2 separate regions of the Drosophila melanogaster genome follow, and region 1 is linked to region 2. Evidence: chromatin contacts called from public Hi-C data. All regions are on one chromosome and are shown on one strand. Each heading gives the region's core, a stretch centred on a gene start, on an enhancer-like site or on the middle of the called end of the contact. The rest is flanking DNA. Distances are from core to core; before and after follow the strand shown.

Evidence for each region. A called contact is a pair of places that touch in the nucleus more often than the background predicts.
Region 1: a contact with region 2 is called in a Hi-C map of the Kc167 cell line, with 6 times the contacts expected there. The contact joins the promoter of Tango2 here to the promoter of feo in region 2. A contact is called at or near these places in 16 of 107 Hi-C or Micro-C datasets (the Kc167 cell line, the S2 cell line, embryo and 5 more).

What each region holds. Positions count from the first base shown.
Region 1 is chrX:13,615,486-13,618,369 of dm6, forward strand. Tango2 (Transport and Golgi organization 2) reads left to right here and starts at 1,504. Exons shown (of 4, transcript NM_132677.4): 1 at 1,504-2,090; 2 at 2,329-2,451; 3 at 2,788-2,884. The coding sequence starts at 1,949. tth (toothrin) reads right to left here and starts at 1,101. Exons shown (of 2, transcript NM_001298287.1): 1 at 191-1,101. The coding sequence starts at 495.
Region 2 is chrX:10,853,261-10,856,141 of dm6, forward strand. feo (fascetto) reads right to left here and starts at 1,609. Exons shown (of 1, transcript NM_132430.3): 1 at 1-1,609. The coding sequence starts at 1,344. It overlaps sofe (sister of feo), which reads right to left. Exons shown (of 1, transcript NM_001298163.1): 1 at 1,740-2,881. The coding sequence ends at 2,188.

The DNA of each region.
Region 1 (2,884 bases), core at 254-2,753, 2.8 Mb after region 2:
ATTTGATGAGATTGAATGGCATATACACAGATGATATTCTTCTAACCTAACTCGTTTTAAATAAGATTACCATAGGTAACAGACTCCTAGATTTCCAAGCTCTAATTTGCTTCGCCAGAGTTATACCTAACTTTTCCTTGTGCATGTGCCAGTCACTCAAATCCCGCACCGATTGGTTACGATTCCTCACCTGTACATCTTGCTCAAGTACTGACGACGGCTCTTCCGCCAGCGGGCCGCCGGATACGTGTAGATCTGGCCCTGCCGGAAGCCGGGCATCCGCTGTCGCTTGTCCAGGAAGAGCTGCGAGTGGTTCTGGGCGACGCCTGTCTGCGGATCGAGGAAGGGCAGCCGGTGGCGCCGTTCGCTGCACAGGCGCGTGTTGAAGTTGGCACTGTACTCGATCGTCTCCCGGTAGCTGACATCCTTCAGGAAGCTCTCGATCTTGGCCAGATTCGGCATAGAGACGATCTGGATGTTAACGGCGGAGGACATGGCTGTTCCTGGTCCTAATCCCACTGTTGGCTAACCTCAGAGTCCGGCTGTGCCGCTAATCCATCCCAGAGTCTTGGCAATTTCCGCTCCGCTCCGCCCCGTTTCTTATCGCAATTTTTTTCCAGTGTGTTGTGTTCCGTTTCTTATCGCTTTTCGCTGCCTGTTTTTTTTATTCTTCTTCGTCTTCCACCTCTCCTCTCGACCGACACATACACGCACGCACACACACACACACGCAAAGCTCTCTATCGATGTGACCCCGCGCCAGGGGGCGTGGGCGGCAGTGGGCGTGGCGAGGGCGATACGTTTAGATCGCGATCTGCGGCCGGATTTTCCAATTGTTTAATTGATCAGAAATATTAACGTCGTTTTCACTGCTCTGCTGAATGCCAGTGTTACCAGATGGCGACATGATTTTCCCCCCAAATGTTCTCGACCGACCGGTATTTTTGTCCTAAAAAATCCACTCTTTCGCTTTAATTTTAGCGATCAGTTTTCTTACCAATTTAAGGGCCTGTATAGGTCTGTTAGTTAATTTATGCATTGCAGTGCATAGCTATGTAATGGTATTTTCTAGTTTTAATTACAAGCCTATGTTACAGGGTTTTTGGTTAGTTTTCAAACATCGATAAGTTGTAAGCCAATCGATTGCCGGGCCCACGGTCATACAATAGAGATGGGCAACTGGCGATAATGCCTACCTACCTGTTACGCCAATTTCAAAATAGTAGTTTGTTATCTGGATCGGCACAGGCGACAAAAAAAACTAATATGTTTATATATACGTTATATATGGCTTTGGAAATAAATTACACAATCATATTGGTCAATCATTGTTTCAGCGCACGATGAGGAACTAAAATCTTCAAATTTAAAAGTACAAATTAAGATAAGTCATAGACTGCACAAATAAATAATTAGCAATTAATAAAATAGCTAAAAGAATATTGCACAGGGCAGCAGAGTGTTAACGATTTTCTTATCGATTCTCCTGTCAGCTGGCAACGCCAAAACAAAACAAAAACAAAATTAAAAGAGAAATCAAAACAAGGCAACCCGGTCATTGAAATTTCAGAAAATACTGCTTTGTTTGCGTTAACGGGAATGCTTTTTGCCCCGTAGATATGTATATATCACATAGAGGCACGGCTCACAGAGAACACCCACCAATCCAAACCATTTACATTTACCACTTAGATTAGCTGGTCTCGCAAACAACGGATAAGACTGTATATCAGCTGTACGTACGTACGGCTATTTGGTGATAAAACCGGCGCTATAGTTCCACTGCCACAAAGTAACAAAGAGAAGACTGAGCCGAACAACCTGCCATTTTGATACCGACGCCCCACCGAGATTAAAGCCCACTTTTCCGGATCCCATTCGCAGTTGTCCCACAACCTCAAGGCACTACAAATCGCAACAATAGCCAAATAAGTATAGGATTCCGACGATGTGCGTGATATTCTTTTGTGCGGACTCGAATCCGCAACCGGGTGGCTACAAGCTCATCCTGGCCTCCAATCGGGACGAGTTCTTTGCCCGCGCCACCCTATCGGCAGCCAAGTGGGCGAATGCCGATCATGTTTACGGAGGTAAGTGGTGGGGCTTATGCCCTTGAATGCCTATGCTTAGATGGAGTATAATCCTTGAGAGCTTGTATTCATCAAGATGTTACCTATAGTTTAGTCACTAAGATGATTTGATAGCAGTTTGTTAGAATGAACACCTCTCACAAGATCTGTTTCCCAGCAACCTAATTGGATTTCAAGCCATCTTACCCATGAGTGCGGGATCAACTTGAGTAAATATTTATGTATTCCCCCATTTCAGGGATCGATCTGGAGCCGGGACGCGAGGGCGGCACCTGGCTGGCGATCGGCCACTCCGCTGGCTTCTTTAAGGTGGGCGCCCTGCTCAATCTGACCGGCGAGCCCAAGCCACGCGATGCAGTTGGTAAACCCATTTGAGCTACTTACTAATCCAAATTGACGCGCACACACACGCACACACACTCATCCATACACCTAACACTTGGCCCGAACTAAAACTTTCACAACCGCGACCAAAGAAAAAGCAAAGCAAAAACAAACTTTCTTCGTTTCTGTTTTCTGTTTGAAGCGCACAAAAACATTTTGCAACCGCATAATCACAACAGCAACAGCACCGGCATTAACCTTTGCCCCAAGACCACCACCTCCAACAGCTACCGTCATCCGAATCCGAATCCAATTCAGAACCCGAATACGAATCCGAGTAGGGGGCAATCGAATAACGAACATTTCTTACTAGGGCGCGGCATGATTGTGGCGGACTATGTTACCCGGGCGGACGAGGAGCACAGCATCCTGAACTACAACGAAAGGCTGCTCAAAGATTGCACCAAGTA
Region 2 (2,881 bases), core at 359-2,858:
CGAGCTCTGCTGTTTGGCCTGGCGATGACGCTCCCAATCGGCGGCCATCCGCTCCAGGATGTTCTCGCCGTGCACCAGAAAGGGTGTGTTCTCCTGCGCCTCGTATGCCTGCACCAGTTCCGTGATCTGCTGCTCAATCTTGGGCAGCTTGGAGGTGATGGCCTTGCGCTCCTTCTCCTCCTTGAGCAACTGGCCGCCACGATTGTTGAAGCGATTCGGCTCGCTCGCCTTGGCCTCCAGCGCCTCCATGCGCGACCAGAGTTCGGCACGGCTTTCGTACAGATCGAAGATCTCCTTGTTCTTGTTGTAGAAGGTCTTGAGGTCGTCCAGCTCAAGTTCGTGGAGCTCCAGCAGATCTTCGTTGTACCAGTCGTTGTAGTAGTTCGAGAAGCGCTTGCGCTCCTGCTGGCTCTTAAGTGTGAGATCCCACATCTCCTTGATCTCGATGCGTAGCTGCTCGATGAAGGTTTTCAGATTCTGGCGTCGCAGGGCCTGGCAGCGCTGCAGTTCCTCCCGCAGGACATCGTAGGTGCGTTGAGTGTAGGTCGTAGCCTCGCGCACGCGACGCATGGCATACTCGTCTGTCTCCTGGAGTCTGTCCCACAGCACATGGATCTTTTCGCGCATATCGTCGATGCGCTCCCTCAGCTCCTTCACCTGGTCGGCGAAGTTCTTTTGCATGTTGCGCAGGAGCTCGAAGGTCTCCGGCGTTAGGCAGTGATCCACCTGGTTGAGCAGACGCTCCTCGGTGTCCGTCTGGGGCAGGCACTCAAGCAGCTTCATGTCGTGCTTAATGGCCTGGCGCAGCTGGTCCATCTCTTTGAGGCGCAGCACTCGCTGATCGCGTAGCTGGCCCAGGCGATTCCGAAAGGCGTCCATCTCCTCGGGCAGCGGCAGTGGATCCGCCAACAGTGGCAGAGGCAGCTCTCCCAGTTCCTCGCACAGCTGCTCCTGCTGCAGCAGAAGCTCACAGATCTCCGCTCGCCGCCTGGCCAGCTGATCGCGTAAGTGCTCGATGCTTTTGTCCAGCTTCAGCTCCCAGACGACCAGCGGCATGGACTCCGGCCGCTCGCCAATGTCCAGCGGCTCGTGGAGTAGGCGCGTCAAGTCGGTGGCCTCTGCCCGCAAGGCGGCTATATCGTTGAGGATCGCCTGCTGCTTTTCGCGCGACTCATTGAGCAAATCCGTGAAGAAGCTGTTCGCATGGTCCTTCAACCGGAGGAGGAACTCACCGCAGGTCTTGACCTCGAACAACTGCGACCACATCGCGTGCAACTGATCCACGTGCTCGCCCGTCATCTCCAGGATCTGGGCCTTCACCGCAATGGCGCTCGGCGAGTTCATTTTCTCCGTTTTCGTTGTGAAATTTGTGTTTTTTTTTTTTTGTTCAAAATTTCTTTTCTTGCGTAAATGCTCACTGGCTTTGTTTTTTCGTTGTGTTCACTTGGGGACTATTTAACCAGCATATCTGAGTTAACTTGACAGTTGTGTCGCAGACCCACAACGCTGGGCAGGATTGCTCGGGAATGTGCGGATTTATTTAGTGGTTTATTTAGAGTGCATCACTGCACGAAATTTCGAACTGAATGAATCGATGACGCTAGACAGAAATTTCGGTAAATTCAAATTGAAATGGCGGCCAAGAGTGTTGCCACCGCGTTGTGGGACAGCATTGCCACGCGGCGGTAACTTCTGGTAAAACCAGGGCTGGAGCATACGCCACTTTTTTGAATATTTAAAATTCGTTATTTGGTTTATTAGCAAATTAAAATATCTATTTTAATTATTTTGCTCCTTAAAAACGTATTATATTCTCTTATATGCGCTTAGTAAACATCCCACAGACTTTAGAAAACCCTTCCCACACATGTATATTTTGGTAAAATTGAAATCAAGTAATTTATAATGTAAACAAGCGTTTTTATCTGACTAAAAATTTAAAATGTGGACAATTGTTCATTTACTTCTTGCCGTCACAGGTAGTGCAAAATAGTTAAAAGAATTTTAAAGTTGTAAATTTAGATAGTCTTTGCGCTAGGAAAAGCCCTAACACTATACATATGTGTATACATATAAATACGATGAGTCTGCAATTGCGAGCCAAATACTTCAGTACAGGTAATAGATATAGAACACAGATCAGTTGCCGAAATGATTGCCATTGGATGTGATTAGAGTCTAGCTCCATTATATGGCCACGACCGCCTCCTCGTCGGGACTCTCGTTCTCCTCGCCGGACGGCGGACGCACATGGATTTTTGGTATGGGACGAATTTTCTGGGGATTCCTGCTCCCTGTGCTCGGCCTGCCGGATCCCTTGCCCCGACGCACCGAGTATTCCAGCACGCGCACCTTCCTCTGCGGCGACTTGAGCAGCTTCTGCCCATTCACACAGACCTTGCGACTTGCATTGTTGCACTCCAGCGATGCGATTAGATTTCGCTTGGCCGCTGCTGCCGGCTGTGGACTATTGGTGTTGTGATGCTGTGGATGCCGTCTCTTGTGCAGATTCCCTGTGCTCATTGCCGTGGTGCTGGCATTTGCCTTGGTCGGCGTCTTCTTCAACGAGGATGTGGATCCATGGATGCCCCGGTTGCTCTTCTGCGTATTGGGCGTAAGAGGCACCATTGGCGGCTTCATTTGGCCGCTCGTATTGCTGCCATCCTTCTTCTGGGCGGAGGGCTGCTTTTTGGACTGTCGATGCCGCTCCCAGTCCGCCGACATGCGCTCCAGTATATCCACGCCGTGCACCAGGAACGGCGTGTGCGTTTCACTCATGTAGACCTGCACCAGTTCGGTGATTTGTTGATCGATCTTGGGCAGACGGGACATGATAGTCTTGCGCTCCTTCTCCTCCTTGAGCAGCTGTCCACCGCGATTG